Regions from separate parts of the Mus musculus genome. Here region 2 is linked to region 1. The links are chromatin contacts, called in public promoter capture Hi-C maps. All regions are on one chromosome and are shown on one strand. Each heading gives the region's core, a stretch centred on a gene start, on an enhancer-like site or on the middle of the called end of the contact. The rest is flanking DNA. Distances are from core to core; before and after follow the strand shown.

Region 1 (6,866 bases), core at 3,558-6,057:
CAGAGGGTTAACTGAGGGAAGTCAATGCATCTGCAGTTTGCTCTATTTTAAGAGTTTGCACCTTGAAGCAGAACCATTCCTGTAACTGAAGTGGGGGAATATAATTTACATTAGGGAGAAAGAGGACGATTAGGTAGAGCTGTGTGAATTCAAGTAATTGCTTCAGTGTCTTATTTATAGGTCTTAGGCACACAGTTGTAAGCTTTTATCATGCCTTCTTTCTCTCACTGTTGAAAACCAGAAAAGACTGAAGGTACCAACCTTTATTCAAAGTCACGTAACTGAGATGTTACAGATAATATACCATATATAACATGTAGCATATTATATACTTGTGGGCTGACCAAGAAGCTTTACAGCTAAATGAAATACTAGTTCTACTTTGAGTAATTAGAACAGTCTCTTTGAGAAGTTTTTTAGCCCCTCAAGGGAAGATTTCAAGTATTGGGTTTTATTTTGTTTTGTTTTGTGGTATTATCTCACCAGTTTAGTTAGACTGCTTCTGCCTCCTGAGTGCTAGGGTGGTTGTGGACCACCCCCCCCCCCTTCCACAGCCTTAAGGTAGATCCTAATTCACGGGAAGTCTAGTGATGGGCTCACCATCATCCTATAGCAACTTGGAAGTACTTGAGAATTGACTATACTCAAGGATTTAAGCCTTCCTTTCTATGCTTAGCAGAAATGCTTTATAGATAGAATTATTTAATGAAATTCGATATAATGTTACAATTACTTCCTTTGAGCTTTGGTCACTAAACTGCTCATCCTCCTCCTGCTGCCAGCCAGCTGTCTAATGTCAGGCAGGCATCCATTTTACTGGGCCCCTGCTTTCTTCTTTCTGCAATACCAAGATTGGGGTTAAAGAGTCCTAAGCAACTAACAATAGAAAGTGTGGCAGGAGGTGAGGTGGCAGTAGCGCCTGTCTCAGAGGGCACATTTGCAAGTTACAATATATAAAGTAAAAGTATTACCATCTTAGCCAAACTTAGTGACCTCATTGTTTTCTCTTAATCTTAATGGTTGTTATATGTTTGTAGCAAAAAGTATTTGGATGTGGGGGCTTGCTGGAGATAGATTAAGCAGTTAAAAGCAGTTATTGCTCTTACAGAAAATCTGAATTTGGTTCCCAGCACCTACATCAGATAACTAACACTGCCTGTAACTCCATTTCCAGGGAATCTGATAGCCTCTGGCCTTGTGGGCACACAATTGGTAGATATAAACTCAGGAAGGCACACACACATACATATGCATGAGTAAAATCATAAAACAAACCTTAAAATATAGTTTTAGTTTATGTCAGTAAAGTGGGAGGTAGATAAGAGTGGATGATGTGCCGGGCAGTGGTGGCAGACACCTTTAATCCCAGCACTCGGGAGGCAAAGGCAGGTGGATTTCTGAGTTTGAGGCCAGCCTGGTCTACAGAGTGAGTTCCAGGACAGTTCCCTGTCTCGAACACCCCCCCCCCCCAAAAAAAAAGAGTGGCTGATGTTGTTGTTACTTTATTTTTTTGGAGAAAAGGTCTTACACAGTAACCCTGGCTGGCCTGGAACTTTCTTATGTAGACCAGGCTGGCATTGAACTCATAGATATCTATCTTGGATTAAAGGCATACACTACCACACCCAGGCAAGAGATGAGTTTTCATTTTAGTTTCAGAAACCTTATGCTGAGCCAGGGACAGTGGCATATCTATGATGACAGCTACTTAGCAGACCCAAATAAGAAGATTGCTTAAGTCCAAGAGCTCAAGGCCTAGCCTAGACAGCAGAGTGATACAGAACAATGGGAAGGAAAGAATAAAACTGGGGAGGCGGGGTGAATGTGGGGGGGGGTCACAGTGAAATGACTCAGCAGGTAAAGGCACTTGCCACCAAGTCTGACAAGTTAAGGTTAAGCCCTCAGTCCACATGGAGGAAAGAAGTGACTCTTACACGTTATCTTCTGACTGCCACACACACCTATGAATGCACTTTCATGCACACACACACACACCACAGTAAGTAAATAAACAAACATAATTTTTAAAAAGAAATATTTGGGCCAGGCATAGTGGCACATGTCTTTGACCCTAGCACTTGGGAGGCAGAGGCAAGCAGATCTCTGTAAGTTCCAGGACAGTCAAGCTACATAGTGAAATCCCATCTCTAAAAAAAGTTTTTTGGATTTTCCTTCCCCCAGCTTGCTTATTTCAAGGTATTTCCATTATTATTTTTTCTTTCTTTTAGCTTTCTCGAATGGAGTATGTACACTCAAAGAATCTTATTTACCGAGATGTCAAACCAGAGAACTTCTTGATTGGCCGACAAGGCAATAAGAAAGAGCATGTAATACACATTATAGATTTTGGACTGGCCAAGGAATATGTTGATCCTGAAACCAAAAAACACATACCTTACAGAGAGCACAAAAGTTTGACTGGAACTGCGAGATACATGTCTATCAACACACATCTAGGCAAAGGTGCGTTGAAAGGGGCAGGTTATGTGAGCATCTTCTTCCCATAACACTGACTATGCATTACACTGTGAGTTACAACTTGTACCATCTGCTGCATCATAAGGTAAGTGACATTTTTTGTACTTGAGAGAGTGGAATGGTAAGTTGGTGATGTTCTCATATATCTTAATTCTGTGTTTTCTGATGCTTCGTTCTTCAGCAGTTTAAGAGTTATTGCAAGATGATAGTAGTATTTGCATTAAGTAATGAGACTTGTATTTATTTACTTGTGTATGACTCTGTACACGTAAAAGGAGGAAATCAGGCCAGGCCTGTGTTAATGAAGGGGTTTCACTAAACATGGGTGCTGGGACAGGAGAGATGGCTCACCAGTTAAGAGCACTGGCTGCTCTTCCAGAAGACCAGGTTTGGTTCTCAGCACCCACATGGCAGCTCATAACCAGCTGTAGCGTTAGTTCCAAGGAAGGAATCTGATCTGTTCTGAACTCTTTGGGACCAGGAACACATGTGGTACACAGACATACATGCAGGTAAAACATGATGTGGATAGTATGATTAGCCCAGTAGGTTATCCCTCATGGCAATTATCTTTATTATTCTATAAAGTATGTTTTGAGCATCTACCCTGTATGACAGTAGAGCACTTCCTCGTGTTGGTGTTCTGCGATTGCCACTGGAATTATCTCCAAAGTTAGGCTTCATGAGCCCAAGTGCTCTTCAGGTCAAATCTAATATGCCTTACCATTAGGTTTGTTCTCCATTTCTCTACATATTGTAGCGCGCTCTCTCTCTCTCTCTCCCCCTACCTCTCTCCCCCTCTCTCATGGTGTATGTGTGTGTATCAAGACAGGGTTTCACTATGTAGCCTTGAACTCAGAGATCTGGATACCTCTAACTCTCAAATTCCGCAACTAAAGACATGTGCCCCTGTGTTGATAAAAATTTTTGTAATTGGGTATAGTAGCATACACCTTTAATTTCAGCACTCTAGAGGCATAGGCAAATGGGTCCCCACGTTTGAGACCAACCTCATCTCCATAGCAAGTTTTAGGCCAATTGAGATTACCTAGTGAGACCATGTCTCAAACAAAACATAACTCATAAATGCTATCTCAGGTATCACACACTAGAGAAGTGTCCATGGGAGTTCTAATATTGTTGGCTTTTAAATGTGTAATATTTTTTTAAGTTGTAATGAGGGAGGGAGACCCTGGGAAATATATTGTCAAATAGCTCAGAGAAGTGCTCTTCACTTTGTAATGGAAGTTAGCAAAGGAAAAGGTGTTCTTCCTGGCACTACATCAGATGAGCTACCTCTCATTGATTAAAACATCCCAGCCCAGGTTTAAAACCATTATTTAATGGCTAAAATTAGAGAACACTCTTTCTTTGAGCAAAATACAATTAGCCTAAAATTGGGGTGTTGTGCCTGTAAAGCAAACACATTTTTCTTATAACCTGAAGGGAGCCTCCACCATGTTGAAGACATTTGTGTCTTGTTCATTTCCTAGTAGCGAAACCCTTCTTTGAAAACAACAACAACAACAACAACAAATCCACTGTGAAAAGTGAGGAGGACCTACCTATTGCATTACAGTGCAGACTATCCAAGCAAGTATGGAGACAGCACGTGCTGGTTTTCATTTACATTTTAAGACCTAGCTGCAGACAAACAGAAATGAAGATTTAAGACCTAATAGTTTAATATTGATTATTTTAAATTTTTAGAGCTCAGCCAGGTGGTGGTGCACACCTTTAATCCCAGCACTCGGGAGGCAGAGGCAGGTGGATTTCTGAGTTCCAGGCCAGCCTGGTCTACAGAGTGAGTTCCAGGATAGCCAGGGCTACACAGAGAAACACTGTCCTGAAAAACCAAAAATAAAATAAAATAAAATAAAATAAAATAAAAATAGATAAAAATAAATTTTTAGAGCTCAAAAATGATTTTTCAAATTACCTAAAATGGCCACATTATTTTCACATAAGAAACTGAGGCCCAATGTAGGTGGCTTGGCTGCATTTTCACTTTACTAGATGGTGTTAATATGAGTTAATAGGAACAGTGAGCACAGACCTAGGTCTCACACCTACTTTAGGTGTCATAGTTTCTCTATTCTGTGTCCCAGAGCAATGCTTTTTTTTTTCTCCTCAGGACTTACAGAGCTACATCATTTGTGTGTGTGTGGTGTGTGTGTGTGTGTGTGTGTGTGTGTGTGTGTGTGTGTGTGTGTGAAAATTGTAAATCTGTGGAGAGCTCGCCCTCTAGTGCTCACTTAGCTACAATTGAAGCATTCGCCTAGGGAATTTTTTTATCCTCCCCAGGCTTCCTGTTACGTACAGGAAACAGATATAAAAGCAGAGGTGTGATGCCGTGTGGGAAACTCTCCCACTGTGCTTCCCTGTCTGTCTGCTCACCTCACATGCTCTGCTCCTCTCCTCATTTCCTATGCTCTGTTAACAAACTTTTTGTCTGACTACTTGTTTTCAATCCCATAACATTTTATTGCAAATTTCAGACACCTCACGTAGGCCAAACTGTCTGGAGAGCTTGTGTTTTCTTACATCCTTTTAAACGCTTTTCCCCTCCTTTTATTCTTAGTTTTAATCCAGGACCTGTTCATTCAAGGAAGACCCTTCACAAAATTATGCCCCAGTCATGGGTGTCTCCTTTTTTTTTATTAGAAACTGCCTTTTCAAAACCCTTTTTGTCAGGCATAGTGGCCCATTTCTGTATTCTCAGCATTGTATAAGCAGAAGGCAGGAGGATCACCAGAAGTCCAAGGCTTGCCTGAGTTTCATAGTGAATTCCAGGCTAGCCTGGTCTACCAAATGAGACATCATCCTCAAAAACAAAACAAAAAGTTAAGGAAAATCCCCCTTCTGTCATAGTACTATTTATAAAGTTGCCTTTTCAGACAGGGTCACCCTCAAATGAAGAAGGTGAGCTGGAAGGTGTATGATGTAGGAACTGTTTAGAGGGCAACTATGAAGTAGTAGCAAGGAACAGTGATATGCACAGGTGACAGTAACAGAATGAAAGCTTTTAAGTTGAAACAGTTCATCTACTCTGTAGAGTACTGTTCATTTTTATGTTGTTAAAATATTTCTTGTTTATTTGACGTGTGTGTGTGTGTGTGTGTGTGTGTGTGTAAATCTATATTACTAACCCTCCAACTCCTCCTGGACCTCTTCCAACAATGCTCCTCTCACCTTCATCTTTTCCTTTTCTTCCTCCTCCTCTTCTGAATAACCCACTGAGTCCAGTTAGTGCTGCCTTCAAGAGCATAAGCCAAAATAAACTGACTTCCTCTTCCTCCAGCAACCATCAGTTGTCATTCACTCCTCAGCTGAGCCTCAGGAGCATCCCCCACCCACACTGGAGTTATTGGCTGGCTGCTGTAAGTTGATGAGTGCAGTGGCCATGTCCTGTCCCAAAGACTGTCGTTTATATAGCACTCTTTTCCATCCTCAGCCTTTACGTTCTTCCCACACCTCCTTCTGTGATGCCCTTGAGCTTTTCTGGAGGGTAGAGATAGCCCACTAGGGGAAGCACTCAGCAGTTTGGAGTCTCTCAGAAACTTTTCTGGCAAAAGTGGAGAACAGCACTAATATATGGGTCTAAACATAAATATTTAGTAGGCAGCTTGACGTGTCTTTAAGTAAAAAACAATAGCAGGTTTCCCACTTAGGCCCATTTCCAAAGAGCATGACACTTTGACCAGGTTTACAGTATCACTACTCATTCCTTCTTGTGCAAGTTTCCCATAATTTGAGACAGCAGCTATGCTATGTTGTGCTGTATTTTTAGTCTGTGACTTTCCCAGCCTAGATGACAATCTTGGATTTTACTTTGAGTTCAGAAGATTAGAATCAAGTTGAAAGCGATAACTAAGCAAAGTGGTGGGACGTAGTCCTGTAATACCAACACTTGGGAAGCTGAGGTACAAGGATCATGAGTTTTAGGCCCACCTGTCTTAAATAAGACACATTCAAGGTAGTCTCTTAATTCTCCTTATGTGTATACACACACACACATACACATACATATCCCCGATTCCAGCCAGGGTATCATTTAGTCCAAGCTGGCCATGAACTCACCAAGATCATCTGCCTCTGCCTCTTTAGTGCTAGGGTTAAAGATGTACACCGCCAAGCCCAGCTGTAATCTCTTTTGGAGAAGCTCTAAACTTGGCTAAAACAAAAAGTAAATACAAATCATGCCTGTACTTTGAACACTTGAGAAGTGGAGACAGGATGATCATCCTGAGGTACATAGCGATTTGAGACTGTCTTGTGCTACATTAAAGCCTATCTCTGTAAAACAAGAACAATAAATAATAAATGCCTTGATGAGCCATAACTGGTAAGTTCAAAGTAGATGCATATACTAGTTAGTATTTAGTGTT
Region 2 (7,009 bases), core at 2,271-4,770, 130 kb after region 1:
AGTCCTCAAGTTTGCATTGAATGACACCCACTTATGCAAAAATACAAAATGCAGTCAGAGGTCATGAGCTTAAGTAGGAGGTATGGAGACGCAGAGGAAAGAGAAATTGACTAGAAACATCTGTGATGATGTTAGACAGTTACTTGGGTAGGTCTTGAAGAGTAGTTTGGATATGTCAGAGGTCGCATACGCTGAAGAAACTAGAGTAAAATATGGAGATGAGAAGACAGAATTGGCTATCCAGAAGGAGGCACCTGATGGTGACTGCAGGTGGAGGTGTGGTAGGCTGTTTCTTTAGACTGTAGACTGGAATTGAATACTGAAGTTTCAAATCACTTTTATTACATTTAGTTACTTTGTGCATGTTTGCACATACACATGCAAGTCATAGTGCAAATATGGAAGTCAGAGGACAACTTGCTGGCGTTAGATTTCTCCTTCCAGCAAGTGGCTCCTGGGGATGGAAACCCAGGAGGTTAGGCTTATTTGGTGGCAGGCCCCTTTTCCCACTGAATCATCTCGCAACCACCACCACCACCCATTGAAACTTTTAAATATAAATGAATCATCTTTTTAAGTATTAAAAAAGAGGTTTGTTTGTTTGTTTGTTTTTAATTTTAAGTCTGTGTGTGTCCATGGAGGCCAGAAGTGTTGGGTCTCCCTGAAGCTGGAGTTACAGGAGGTTGTGTATTGCCAGTTGTGGGTGCTGAGAACTGATTTTAAGTCCTCTGGAAGAGCAGACCTTCATGTCAATACAGAGCAACAAAAACTTAGTTGTGGGTGAGAGGAAATTAGGAGAGTAATGTGAGAACAAGCTTGATATCTTTTTAAAAAAATCAAACTTCTCAAATCACTAGAAAGCTAGAGGTGTTCAGTAAGGGGTAAGAGGTGAGGTTTAATTTCAGGATTTAGTAGTGTTCAAAGACTATAATACAGCTTTTACAAATGAAGCTTAGAAGGAGAAGCCGAGGAGAGGAGGGGGGAAACCCTGCTTTTCCAATCCGGTAATAACCTGCTACATGAAGGGGAAGTTTATCCTCTTTCCTATCTGCATTTTCTTTTTCTTTTCTTTTTTTTTAGTTTTTTGAGACAGAGTTTTTTGGTTTTTCGAGACAGTGTTTCTCTTTGTAGCCCTGGCTGTCCTGGAACTCACTCTGTAGACCAGGCTGGCCTTGAACTCAGAAATCTGCCTGCCTCTGCCTCTCGAGTGCTAGGATTAAAGGCGTGCGCCACCATGCCCAGCTCCTATCTGCATTTTCAAATGTCCTATTTTATTGGTAAGGCCAGAAGACAGTCTAGGGAAGGAAAGTTTGATGGATTTATTTTCCTGGCTGCTTTTTAGGTCTCTGGGTAAGGTATGAGTAGTAGAACAGACCCCAGGCTCCTGAGAACACCAGACCCACTCACCTGAAATCCTGCTTCTCTCCCCTGCCCTCCCTTTATCACTCTCCTTTTTATTCTATTTTATTTTCCTCTGTGAGCTTGAGGCAGGACAACCTCGTGTCCTTGCCACCGACCTCCTTGAGGTCCAGCCTTCTTAATCCCCTTGTCTTCTGCTTCCTTTCACCCAGCTCCATTCACAGTGTGATTTCCCTTCTGTCAACCTTCCATTTGAACTAAAAACCGTACTCAAATGTCCCTAAGCTTTGTCAAGATTCTAAAGCCTCTGCTCCACCCTCCTGCCAAGGCTTTTGGGGTGCATTCTCTGATCTGTTGGCTCCCCACTTTGCACCTCTCTACCGAACTGCTTTCTTATAAGTGACTTGTTGAATAACAAATCCAAGACCACTTTAGCCTGAGTTGTCCTGTAGTGTTTAATGTTGGCCACCTCTGGCTTTCCTTTTCTGATTCTTTTTGCTTTGCTTTTCATGCTGGCCTTTTTTTCTTTTTGAGAGTCTTACTATGTAGCCCGGGATAGCCTTGAGTTCAAATTCTCTCACTTGTGTTGTTCTGTAGCCTTTGCTATGGTTAAACACTTCTCCTTTCCCTTCTCTGTTCTTCTTTGCTTTTCCATTTTGAGATAGGGACTCAGTGTGTAGCCTAGAATGGCCCAGAAGTGAAGATTTTCATCCTTCAGCCCCCCAAGTGCCAGGATTATAGCCCTGTGCCACCACAGCCAACTTTTCAAGGATCCATTTGTGGATTTCCTTCCCTCTATACCAAGGAGCCTCAAACTAGGCTGCCTATAAGAATAACCTGAGAGTGCTCAACAGTTAAGAGCATTTGCTGCTGTTGCAGAGGTCCAGGGTTCGATTCCTGGCACCAACTTGGTGGCTCACAACTATCCTAACTTCCAGTTCCAGGGAATCTGAAGCCTTTTTCAGATGTCTGTAGGCACCAGGCACATGTAGACAAACATTCTTAACATAAAGATAACAACAACAACAACAAAGTTTTAAGAAAATAATCTGAGGAGTTTTAAGAAGTCTAGCTGTTCGGGCCATGCTTTAACCAGCTAAGTTAGACTGCCTAGGATAGGGCCCAGACAATGTTTTTTTTTTTTGTTTCAAGGCATTCATGGTAACTGCAATATCCAAATATCCAGCCAAGTGCTTTTTTTTTTTTTTTTTTTGAGACAGGGTTTCTCTGTGTAACCTTGGCTGTCCTGGAACTCACTCTGTAGACCAGGCTGACCTCGAACTCAGAAATTCACCTGCCTCTGCCTCCCAAGCGCTGGGATTAAAGACGTGCACCACCACGCCCGGTGAGCCAAGTACTTCTTGATGGATTCTGTGAGTTCAATAACCACTCTAGCCTTGGTGTGCACTTGGTGTGCACTATACAACTGTTCAACTTTGCTAGAACATTTCATTGTTTGAAGCACCTCCACAAACACTGCATATGAAACTGAGCTAATTTTCTATGAGTCTGTCTACCATGTGGGTCTGAGAGATGGAACTCATGTCTTCAGGCTTGGCTAAAGCACGGTGTCTTCCCCAGCCAGCCTCTATCCCCACCCCCTTTTAATCTTAATACTGTTCTTCCAAATACTTGAGCTTAAAATCTGAGTCATCAGCCGGGCGGTGGTGGCCCACGCCTTTAATCCCAGCACTTGGGAGGCAGAGGCAGGTGGATTTCTGAGTTCTAGGTCAGCCTGGTCTACAGAGTGAGTTCCAGGACAGCCAGGACTACACAGAGAAACCCTGTCTCAAAAAAACCAAATAAATAAATAAATAAATAAATAAATAAATAAATCTGAGTCCTCTCCCTCCTCTCTGTATGCTTGTCTTCTGGATGCAGAGAGTTGCCACATGTTAGTTCCTGTGAAACAAGGAACTTAGTTACAGCCAGGACTACACAGAGAAACCCTGTCTCAAAAAAACCAAATAAATAAATAAATAAATAAATAAATAAATCTGAGTCCTCTCCCTCCTCTCTGTATGCTTGTCTTCTGGATGCAGAGAGTTGCCACATGTTAGTTCCTGTGAAACAAGGAACTTAGTTGCTTGTCCTGTCTCTGTCCCTGTTGTCATCTGCTGATTTTAAGCCGAGCTTCTCAGTGGCCGTCTCTAGCTCTTCTCTTTGGTTCTGGTTCTTGCAGCTAGTGTGAGTAAATTAGCAGTTGACTGTACCCCACTGCCCTTCCTACTTCCTTATTCTAAATCTCCTGAGGAATCCCTATTGCCTGTGGCTAGTTGTGAAATACCCTGGTGGTTGGGCCCCACCCTTCTTCTCTGCTCTTTCCTTTGCTGGAAACAAGCCAAGGAAGCCCCTGATGGTTCTTTCCTTCTGTCTTAAGGGGATGCTGTTCATTTTCAAAGGCTTAATCCCACCTTCTCTCCAACCAAGACTCCTCTAGGGCTCCCTTCACATTCTCCCCATTCACAGTTCCCATGGTTTTGAATTAAGACTTGGATATGGACGAATAATGATCTAAGAAAATTGTTTTCTATTAGTAGAAATTTCTGTCAGATACTTGGGAGTTGCTGAAATATTTGATTAAAAGAAAATTAGGAGGACGGGTAGTGGTGGCGCACGCCTTTAATCTCAGCGCTCGGGAGGCAGAGGCAGGCAGATTTCTGAGTTTGAGGCTAGCCTGGTCTACAGAGTGAGTTCCAGGACAGCCAGGGCTATACAGAGAAACCCTGTCTCGAAAAAACAAAAGAAAAAAAAAGAAAAAAGAAAGTTAGGGCGGGGTGGTTGGGCCTGAAGAGATGGCTCCGCATTGGCTGTTCTTGCAGAGGACCTGTGTTCAGTTTCTTATGCACATGGCCACTCACAGCTGTCATTCCAGGGATCTTGAGGCCCTGGTCTGGCTTCTGTGGGCACTACATACACAGAATACACAGATATGTATGGAGGCAAAACATACACATTTGAAACTAGTCCGTGCTTCAATTGAGATAAGAATCCTCATCCTCACTTAGAATATTCACATTTTAATTTAATACCTTGTCTCTGATGCTTCTAGATTTGATTCGAACTATCCGGGACCCAGAAAAGCCCAATACTTTAGAAGAACTGGAAGTGGTCACAGAGAGTTGTGTGGAAGTTCAAGAAATAAATGAAGATGACTATTTGGTTATTATCAAGTTCACACCAACAGTACCTCATTGCTCTTTGGCAACTCTTATTGGTAAGGGTTGTGTGTGTGTGTGTGTGCATGTGTGTGTACATGGGTGCATGGGAATTCTAGTTTTTATTGGTAAATGTGTGTCTGTATGAATGCTTCTTACATTTTTAATTAAGTTTTTTGTGTATGGGTTGTTTTATCTGCATGTATGTCTGGGTACCATGTGCCAACAGAGACCTGCTAAGTCATCCCGACGGCAGTTAAATAAGTGGTTTTAAATATACTTTGTTTTAATTTTTTGCCTGGCTTGGCTTACCAGTGGCTTATTTTGGGGGGTAGGGTTAAAGACAGGGTTTCCTTTTGTAGCTCTGGCTGTCCTAGACCAAGCTGGCCTCAAACTCATAGAGATCCGCTGGCCTCTGCCTCAGAGTGCTTGGATTAAAGGTGTGCGCCACCATGCCTGTCTTCTGGTATTTTGTAAAGCTTAAGGGTCCGTCCATTATGCCTGAGTGCCAGCTGGCCCAGCAGAAAAGGCCTGGCCTTTGTGGTGCTCCTTTGTTCTGGTCAGTGCCAGCTCTGCTGTGGTACTACCACCAACAGTCACCTTACACTGTGACCTTGGTTCACCATGTATAGAATGACCCAGTTCCCTGGATTTACTGGGGCAGGCATGAAACTCTATTTCCTCATGGTGCCAAGGTCACAGGAGACCCACACTGGGTGGATGCAGTTTGAACTTTATGGTTTTTCTAGAGCCAGTAAGAAGGGATACAAAGATAATGAAGATTTTTCCCCCATCATAGGGCTGTGCCTAAGAGTAAAGCTTCAGCGGTGTCTGCCGTTCAAACACAAGGTAAGAAGCTTGCTTCCGCCTCACACCCAGGGCCTCACGTGAGCCTCACATACCTGCCGCAGAGCCCCGTCCCTGCTCCAGCTTGACTTGTGACACCTATTAAGGTGTAATTCACACATCATATAAGCCACCTGAAGTAGATAGCTGAGTAGTCTCTGATAACTCCTGCAGGGTTCTGCAGCCATCTCTGAATCACTGTTGAACACTTGCATCCCCTGCATCCTGCATGCAGTCAAGTACGGTAAGACATGAGTAACGCCACCACTTGGGAGGTTAAGAGAGGATGGTAGCCTGGGCTACACAGCCAGATCCTGTATCAAAAATGGAGAGAGAGAGAGAGAGAGAGAGAGGGAGAGAGAGAGAGAGAGAGAGAGAGAGAGAGAGGGAAGGAGGGGGCAGCCCTGATTTGCTAATAAGTAGTCTCTCTGTGCTTACAGCATGCTCTTCTCTGCTTCTCTGTACAGAACAACCATCTATTTCCAGTCTCCATAATTTGGGATATTTCATTTTAATGAAATTAGACAGTGTGTGGATTCCTTGACTTACTATGTTTTTAGTGTTGATGTTTTAAAGTGTGTGTTTTATTCTTAGGTAGTGTCATATAATAATATCCAATTAAATGGAGAGACCTTGTTTAATTTTGCTTTCTTACCAGTTTTTAGACATTTGAGTTGTTCCCACTTTTTGTTAAAATGGAGTTTTGGGGCTGAGGAGATGGCTCAGTGGTTAAGTGTGGTTGCTCTTGCAGAGGACCTGAGTTCAATTCCCAGCGTCCACATGGTGGCTCCCAATCATCTATAACTTTAGTTCTTCTTTTGACTTCAATTGGCACATACATGGTACACATACATACATGCAGGTAAAACATTTATACACATTAAATAAATTATATGTATAATAAATTGTATATAATAATCATATATAAATAAATAATATATATATTATTGTTTCCAGTAATACCCTTTATGGTGGTAGTGTTCCCTCCCCTTCCTGCCTTCCCCCAGTAATGGTTCTCAGTAGTTACTTCATTTAGGCAGGAGTAGTTCCTTGCTCTTATCTTTCATGATTTTGATTTGTTGTTGTTGAGACAGGATCTCATTATGTAGCCCAGGCTGGCCTTGAGTTTGAGGCTATTCTCCTGCCTTAGCTTTCCAAGTGCTGGCACTGGCATTATTAGCATCTGTCAGCACACCTAGAGATCTTGACACTTGTGAAGAGTGTAGATATTTTATAGATTCTGTCTCAAATTGGGTTTTCAGATGATTCATGATTAGATTGTTATTCATTTTTGGTAAGAAAACAGAACAAATATGTTTTTCCTACATAGCATGAAGAAGCTATAGTTTTAGTTTGTCCCATCACAGCAGCCATACTATTAACTATTTGGTTATACTGAGGTATATTATTAATTCACATAGGAGCAGGGGAGTAAATGCTTGAGTCTTTATCTCTGCTTGTTGGCCTCTTTTTTTTTTTTTCTCCCGAGAAAGGGTCTTACTGCAGCTCTAGCTGTTCTAGAATTCTCTGAGTAGATCAGGCTGGCCTCGAACTCACAGAGACACCTGCTGCTGCCTCCCAAGTGCTAAGATTACAAGGCTTCTGCCATTGTGTCCAGCCTGTGGCTATTTCAGAATAGTGAGTCA

Evidence for each region. Capture Hi-C pulls out chosen DNA fragments and counts their contacts.
Region 2: a promoter capture Hi-C map of adipose tissue shows a contact between it and region 1. The contact joins two enhancer-like sites. A contact is called at or near these places in 1 of 115 datasets of contacts at active chromatin or transcription factors (embryonic stem cells) and 2 of 9 other capture datasets (adipose tissue and pancreatic islet).

Annotation. Positions count from the first base shown.
Region 1 is chr9:65,999,819-66,006,684 of GRCm38.p6, forward strand. Csnk1g1 (casein kinase 1, gamma 1) reads left to right here. Exons shown (of 14, transcript NM_173185.2): 7 at 2,229-2,463. Among named protein-coding and RNA genes, the nearest start is that of Gm22657, 51 kb to the left of the region's middle. Within about 2 kb of position 4,808, at least 58 of the 459 cell types and tissues checked have an H3K27ac peak or open chromatin away from gene starts, as enhancers often do. A contact at or near this core is called in adipose tissue, where this site is marked.
Region 2 is chr9:66,128,116-66,135,124 of GRCm38.p6, forward strand. It overlaps Ciao2a (cytosolic iron-sulfur assembly component 2A), which reads left to right. Exons shown (of 5, transcript NM_026635.3): 2 at 4,412-4,576; 3 at 5,317-5,366. Among named protein-coding and RNA genes, the nearest start is that of Ciao2a, 5.0 kb to the left of the region's middle. Within about 2 kb of position 3,521, at least 37 of the 459 cell types and tissues checked have an H3K27ac peak or open chromatin away from gene starts, as enhancers often do. A contact at or near this core is called in adipose tissue, where this site is marked.